Regions from separate parts of the Zea mays genome. Here all the other regions are linked to region 1. A link is a contact called in public Hi-C data. All regions are on one chromosome and are shown on one strand. The core of a region is the stretch at or near the end of the contact, and the rest is flanking DNA. Distances in the headings are between cores, read along the strand shown.

What was found. A called contact is a pair of places that touch in the nucleus more often than the background predicts.
Region 2: a Hi-C map of leaf shows a contact between it and region 1, with 9 times the contacts expected there. The contact joins the promoter of LOC103639433 here to the enhancer-like site in region 1. A contact is called at or near these places in 2 of 25 Hi-C or Micro-C datasets (leaf and tassel).
Region 3: a Hi-C map of tassel shows a contact between it and region 1, with 2.7 times the contacts expected there. The contact joins the promoter of LOC541873 here to the enhancer-like site in region 1. A contact is called at or near these places in 12 of 25 Hi-C or Micro-C datasets (ear, endosperm, leaf and 3 more) and 1 of 3 datasets of contacts at active chromatin or transcription factors (seedling).

Annotation. Positions count from the first base shown.
Region 1 is chr9:152,624,924-152,627,467 of Zm-B73-REFERENCE-NAM-5.0, reverse strand. It overlaps LOC109942414 (a long non-coding RNA gene), which reads left to right. Exons shown (of 2, transcript XR_002265185.1): 1 at 1-525; 2 at 665-1,191. Among protein-coding and RNA genes, the nearest start is that of LOC109942414, 6.1 kb to the left of the region's middle. Within about 2 kb of position 1,282, at least 17 of the 20 cell types and tissues checked have an H3K27ac peak or open chromatin away from gene starts, as enhancers often do. A contact at or near this core is called in ear, endosperm, leaf and 2 more, where this site is marked.
Region 2 is chr9:152,775,556-152,778,099 of Zm-B73-REFERENCE-NAM-5.0, reverse strand. LOC103639433 (protein OBERON 4) reads left to right here and starts at 1,272. Exons shown (of 3, transcript XR_004852834.1): 1 at 1,272-2,544.
Region 3 is chr9:152,473,706-152,476,249 of Zm-B73-REFERENCE-NAM-5.0, reverse strand. LOC541873 (homocysteine S-methyltransferase 1) reads left to right here and starts at 1,278. Exons shown (of 7, transcript NM_001111541.1): 1 at 1,278-1,539. The coding sequence starts at 1,387.

The DNA of each region.
Region 1 (2,544 bases), core at 33-2,532:
GGATGGTTGAATATGTAAATTATAAGATCCTGACCCAGCCCCTTCATAATATCCAAATTGTTGTGGACTAGTTCTGGCTACCACTTGCTAGTACTGTTCAAGAACACAAATTTGGTCTTTACGCATTTTGGCAATGCACCGAAATTCAAGGTAGGGCTTCCAAACCCCAATAGTTTTTGTACTTGAACCAATATTGCATTTAAAATTGCAAAAACATTTTTTGTTCTCCGGGAAATAGCTCAGGGTGAGGGGAACATGTCACACCTGTGTAATGTCCACGGGCGAAGTTGTTCGCTGCATCTTCCTTGTGTGAGATGAGCTGCTCAGGATGGAAAAGCTGGCGGTAAGCCCCAGTCTTCACCTCGTCAATCACAGTGGGCTCCAAGTCGACAAACAGGGCCCTTGGAACGTGCTTCCCTGCGCCCGTTTCACTGAAGAACGTGTTGAACGCATCCCTCGCGATCCCGACAGAGGTGTCACTGCAAGCGAACGGCCAAGGCTGAGAATTTGGATGCTGTGAAATCGGTGAGTTGGACACAGAAACCGGTAGCTTGTCACATGATTATCCTCGTTTCAGAAAACACGAGCTTCTTCTTTAATATGCAGGGTTGTTTATCCTATCATGTCTCTTTCTAACTTTTTAAGCAAGTGGTTTTGAACGCAGGGGTGTCATCGACTCTTAAGAGAAGATTTTTAGAGGTCAGAGCATCCAGCGAAGTTTCTCTAGCTTTTAGAGTGCTGTCTGTGATCAACAAGTAAAGATCTTCCTCAGGATTATCTCAAAAACCCAACCTTTTGAGGCGACTGCTACAAGAACCCAGATGGCAGCCCTATCTTAAATAATTATCTGAGCTGGAACTGGAATAATCATCTCAGAGAGAAGTACAGAACAAAATCTGACATAATTCTCAAGGAAAGGATGAGTTGGAATGGAAAGGGGCCTCACCTGGGCATGAGGCCGTCAGGCTGGATACCGTGCTCGAGGCAGTAGAGCTCCCAGCAAGAATTCCCTACCTGGATGCCTGCCTGCCCGATATGGATGCTGATGATCTCCCTCATCTCCCTCACGCCCCCTTGCTCTGCCTCTGAATCAGGTTATGCAGCCTCGGGAGATCAGAAGCAATTATCCCTGCACTTGCACAGGGATGAAGCCTGAGGACCGAAAAGACCTGCACCACTGCAAACGGAAAAGGTGTGTGCGGCAGGGTATAAGGGAAGGAAAGAAGACACGGCAGCGTAGCGGCGTCAACCGGAATGAACGTTCTTCAGAAAGCAGACAGCGACCGATGGGTTGTGCTACACTACACACGTTAGCCGGAAAGCAACCCGGACGGACAAAAATCAGTACTAGGTCTAGGTGTAATTGTTAACTACTGCGATGACTCATATATAGGGCCTGTTTGTTTTAGCTTCTGGCAGCTTCTGGCCACCAATAGCTTCTGGCAGCTTCTGGCCACCAAAAGCTGCTGCGGATTGCCAAACGCTCAGCTTTTCAGCCAGCTTCTATAAAATTCGTTGGAGCAAAAACCATCCAAAATCAACATAAACACATAATCGGTTAAGTCGTTGTAATAGTAGGAATTCGTCACTTTCTAGATCCTGAACCCTATGAACAACTTTATCTTCTTTCACACGTAATCGTAATGATACTCAGATTCTTCTCACAGCTAGATTCTCTCCACAACCAGATTTTCAGAAAAGCTGGTCAGAAAAAAACTGAACCAAACAAGCCTATAGCCATTTAGGGCCTACGGCACTGGAGATGATGATCGTCTACTCCGATCTGTCTGCTATGCTATGGTGGCAAACTGTCAGTGTTGGAATTATTTCCTGGCAATCATGCCATAGCTTTTCCTGCGACAGGGTTAAACAAGTCCAAGAATTCCACGTTTATGTGGCGCTAGAGTTTTCTTCCTTTTTAAGTGAAAAAAATGAACTGTTATTGGTGAAATATGTATTATCGCATACCCTTGGGGAAAACACATTCTGACACCTGAGTTGCAAATTTGCATGTTTGGGTTTCTTCTTTGTTGTCCAGGACCAAAGGGTCTACGTTCTTTTTAAACTAAATGGCAGGAGCTCTGTCTTTCAATTAAGAAGAATAGAGATTTATTCTTTTTTTAAATTAGTAGCAGGAGTTATGTCTCTTAGCCTCTTTTGGTAGGGCTCTGATTTCTCTAAAAATAACTTTGACTCTGGTTCCTTGGCATATCTGAAGGAACCAAAGCCGTTTTATAATTCGTTTGACAAAACAATTTTTTATGTGCTTCTTACGAATGGTATATGAGAAAAATATAGGACAAGACGGTAGAAGGCAAGTTTTTGATGCTTTGGGTCACAACAAAAAACGGCTCCAACTCTTAAAAGGACTCGATGAGAAGCCTTTTTTTAACCGTTTGGTAGGACTTCACGATAAGCCGAAGCTTGAGCCGTTCAAAGAGTCATACCAAAGAGACCTTTATTTAAAAAGAAATAGAGTAATAACAAGAGCTCTATCTCTCAATTAATAAGAAAAAACATATGATGCCTACAAAATATGACACT
Region 2 (2,544 bases), core at 23-2,522, 150 kb before region 1:
AGTTTGAAAAAGTAAAACTAACAAATTTTGATAACTTCAAATGAATATTTGCGCATTTAAAACACCCTATGTAAAATGTTATAAATTATAATGTTGCAAACCACATGGAGATCTACAACTTTTGTGTATGTATTGTCAACATCTGAAACTGTTAAAAAAATTAAAACTCAATGCCAAATTTTGATGATTTAAAACGTGTACTTGAGCACCTATGGCACCCCTCTCCTTAAAATCACCCTTCCATCCTAGACTATAAGTTATTTCATTTTTAGATAGTAAAATCATCTAAAAAATAGTCAAATTTATGTAATAAATTTATAATATTTGTGACACTAAATAAGTATTATTGTATTCTTCATCAATTATATTTTATAGTATATCTCATCGATGTCAATCATTTTGCAAAATTATCTATAATTTTAATCAAATTTGAGATGTTGTGACCCTCCTAGAAAGCTAGAATGACTTGAAATAGTCAAAGAGGGTGGTTTATTTGGTTTTGAAAGTCGAAAAGATTACTCCCTTCATCTCAAAATATAATTCGTTATATACTAAACACACATTCATTAATTAACCTATGAATATAGTTTGTATATACGTATATCTACATTCATTATTATTTATTTAAACACAGACAAAAAAGGGCTAGAAAGAACTATATTTTAGAATCTAGGGAGTATAATTTTTAGTATTGAAGTTGAGTTTTTTTATTAATGCTCGGCGCCAAAATAGGGGGTTAAACGGACCTCACTCTTTTCTAAAATGTTATTTAATGTTAATATCCGGAAGTGATGGGCTCTCGTTTTAAAAGGGCTACGTAAGTTCTCTTGGGCTCTCGTTTATCTGGTTTTGCAGTTGGTCGACCCAAGTAGCGCTCCATCGGCGGGGGTCTGGGGGGGAGTACGGATGGCACCAGGACGGGCCTGCCAGCGTAGAGGTCAAAAAGGTCAAAGCGGCTGATTCGGTGATTCCTCTTCTCTCCGACCTAGGGAAGCAGCAGTCAAAAAGCTGACCCACACCTCCCCCACCCCCACCCACGAGCCATCAACTCACCTCCCCGCCGCATCCGACCACTCACCAGTCACCCCCACCACCGGCACCAACCCAATCCCTGCACCTCTACTACACCCATCACCACCGCCACCCAATCCTGTGCGTCCACGCTCCCGCCCTCCCGCGACGCGCCGAGCGGCTGCGGCGTCGATCCCGTGCTGCCTGTTCCGCCCGCGCGCCCCGGATCTGGCGCCCTGCGCTTTGCCAGTCCGCACCGGCTCTCACGTGGAGTGGACGGAGACTGCACGTCTCCACCTCCACCCCACCTCATCTTCTCTGCACCGGGGCCCTGCTCGCTCGATGACGGCGGGCCCCGGCGAGCCGCACGCACGAAAGCCAGTAGCACGCAGGCCGCTTGGCCTTGGCGTCTTGGACGCAGGAGCCGCGTGTCCCTGACCCTAGCCTTGGACCCAGGGCTTTTCTCTGTTACCGCGGTAAGCCTCTGCCCTCTGGGAAAATCTCCGACCCGGGTCCAAATCCAGTCGACGGCCGTTGACTGCGAGCGAGAGGCAGTGGCTGTGGCTGGGAGCGAGCGAGAGGAGTGACTCGGAAGCAAGCGGAGGCGGCTGGAGGGACGGCAGCGGATGCGGTGACCATCTCGCGCACGCCTTTCCCCGTGAGCGCTGGTCCTGGCTTTCCTTATCTCCCCGAGCAACCCCACCGCACCCTTCTCGGTGGATCCGAGGGCTGGAGTCTCGGCGGCGGCATGAAGCGGCAGAGGTCGTACGGCGACGGTCTGGACGACGACCGGCGGAGGTTCTACGACCGCGGCCCCCCGCCGCGGGACTACGACGGCGATAGGTTCGATCGCAGGAAGGGGTTCGGTGGCGGCGGCGGGTTCCACGACAGCCGGTACCGAGACTACCCCTCCCCAAGGGGGTATGGTGGGGATCGGGCCTTGCACCGGTCCGAGAGTTTCTCTGGCTTCCGTCGGGAGTTCCCCAAGGGTTTCCGGTCGGAGCGTGACAGGTCGCGGCGGGATGGTGACGGCAGCTCGACGTGGCGTCGGCCGGGAAGCGGGTGGACGGACGCCGAGTGTTTTGAGGAGTACAGGGCACCCGCCAGGCTGGGAGCGTCATCGCTGCCTGGGCAGCCGCGGCGGTCACGGTCACGGTCGCCCAGTGAGCCGAGGAGGAGGTTTGAGGTTGCCAAGGCAGAGAAGCCGAGGAAGCACAGTGCCGGCATCAATGAGGTGGAGGAAGGTGAGCTCTCACCAGTTGCTGAGCCCAAGGCCAGGCCTGCTGCCGTGGAGCATCGGAAGCAGGTTGAGTCAAGTCGTGTAAAGGAGAAGGGACTGGAGCAAGGTAAGGCGAAGAAACTGAATTCTGGGGTCCAAGCAAATTTGGGAGCTCGAGCTAATGGATCCTCTAGTGCATCTGATCCTAACAATGCAGCGAGGGAGGAAGGCAAGAAAAGGGATGACATACTGGTAGCTGAAGCAATGGATGAAGTGCGTGAGAAGTCTTCAACAATGGTTACAGAGGAAGTCGT
Region 3 (2,544 bases), core at 29-2,528, 150 kb after region 1:
ATTTGTCATACTCTTAAATTTATTGTACATATTTTAGTTTTACTAAATCGATTATTTAAAGTTTTCAAATAGATAGAGGACCGTTTAGAAAAAAAACTATACATAGAGAGAGAATCCAGCAGCGTTCTCTAAATTTAGAGGACGCTACTGGAGAGCGTAGAGGATCGTTTGATCCTCTATATTTAGAGTACAGTAGGCTGTAGGAGCTTTTGTTGGAGCCAGGCTTGGAAAAGGAACAGAAGTCCATGGTGGTGGCGCAAACTGAATCGATGGACTGCCTCGCTACCCACGTTTCGCATTTTGTGGAATGAAGCAAGCAGCAAGGCAACGAAGTCCAGTTCTGTTGGCTCGGTTCATTCTGGGGTAGGTTCAGTTGAATGTTGCCGGATACCGTGGTGTGTAATGAACCGATTACCACACCTTCGGCACTCTTGGGTGGTTGCACCGCGCCCAACTCTTGGAGTGCACTGCACTGTCCTCCGATACGTCACGTCTAAGAAGACTAGAAGAGGACGGTCTTCTATGAGAACATTGGGCTGGCCACAGTATGTATGTAGCTGCAAAAAAAAAAAAAAATGTCGAAATTTACCGCAAAAAAAAAGAGAGTTCATTTTATGGCTGACAATTCATTGCATGTTTGAGTTATAGTAAAAAGGTTATGCTCATATGACTGAGTTATAGATTTATTTAGATAAATTTACAACTAAATTAGTTTTACTGAGATTTATCACAAATTCAAGTAAATTAAATGAAAAAGAAGAAAAACATCACGTAAACAGCCAGGAGGTCACGTCGGATCTTGAAAGATAAGTGAGGAGTTATATCTGATTTTATAGTTAAGGGAGGAAATATGAGTTTTGTGTGATCGAGAGAGATAAAATATACTTTTTTCCAATTTTACCCGCTGACCATCTCCCTCTGCTGCACCGCCCACCCCATCCCGATGAAACTGTGGAAATACAGTTTGCGTCAGCAAGAGAAAATTTCTCGTGTTAAGAAAGACAACAAAATTCCGGTTACAATACGGCATATCGTTGAAAGTGCGCCGGGTTCAAACGCGAAGCAACGGCATACCGTCGTGGTCCTGGACTGGACCTGGATGGTCCAGCTGTTCTGCGAGCGCACCTACCCCAGAAACCAGTCCGCGTTCGTTGCCACGCTCGATCGGATTGCTTTGCTTCTCGCCAAATTTAGTGGTCGTGTACCTACCCTAAAGGCCTAAACCATCTCATTCTCACCGATATATATACATCCCTCTCCGTCTCCCTACCGCTCCCGTCCCGTCCGCTGCTGGCTCTGCATATCCCGCGCCCGACTCCCGTTGCTGCGTGCGGCGGCCCGACTAGTCGCGCCGCGCTCGGGCTCGGCTTGATTGAACCGGCCGGGATGGGGGTGTTGGAGGACCTCGTGGCGAGAGCGGGCGGGTGCGCGGTCATCGACGGCGGCTTCGCCACGCAGCTAGAGGCGCTCGGCGCCGACATCAACGACCCGCTCTGGAGCGCCGCTTGCCTCATCACCAGGCCGCACCTCGTCAAGGAGGTAATAACAGCTCTGGGCCAACGACCCGCCGGGCCGGCATGTTTTACGCTGTATGTTTGCAGTTGCGATGCAATGCGTGCGACCCCCAACAGGCGCCATCTGTTTGCTGTGTTTCTGTTCTCCACGAGTACCCACGAGAAATAAACTATTGCTGCGCTAGATGTGAATGTGATCCTGCAGATACTGAGTTTGCGCATGTTGTTAATGGGTTGGGTTCATGTAGGTTTAATCGGTTTGGTTTTTAAGTGGGTGCATTTTAGATGGGAGGGAACGGGCTGGGTTGGTTTTAACAGAAAATTGGGCTGGGTGATTTAGGATTTGGTACTTTTTTTTGGGGGGGGGGGGGGGGGGGGGGGGGGTTGAATGGGTTGAACTCATAGGTTGATGTTGCATTTTTCATTATTGTACTTTACATTTATATTGATTTGAGATAGACTTAGTCACTGAGTGTAACACAAATTACATAGGCAGTACGTTAATTTAAGGTGGGGGTCCATGTGTTGTGTTTATCTTAGCACACTAATTCGTATAGAGTAGCGTTATGGTACTTTGAATCTTATCTAATAAATTTTAGTTAACTTTGTTAAAAATTTAAGGTGCGGTGCGGATGCAAATTTTTATTTCTAGGGTTTGGCTTTTGATCTGGGTCGCTTGTGTAGATCTTGCCGTGCTAACTGCCACATATTAGCTTCATAGTATTTTGGATCCTATTTAACAAATTTTATTTCATTTTATTAAAAAATTAAGATATGAACGCCAGCTTCATAATATTTTGTAAATACTTAACAGATTTCAATCAATTTCGATAAAATTTTAAGATATGAACGTGAACTCTTATTTTTAGGGTCTGATTTTTGAGTGGTCCCATGTGCTGACACAGATTATTTTCGTGATCTTTTGAATCCTGTTTGACAAGTTTCAATCAATTCCGATAAATTTTTAAGGTGTCAATGCGAGCTTTTGTTTCTAAGGTCTGACTTTGATGTGGGGCCCACATATTGATCT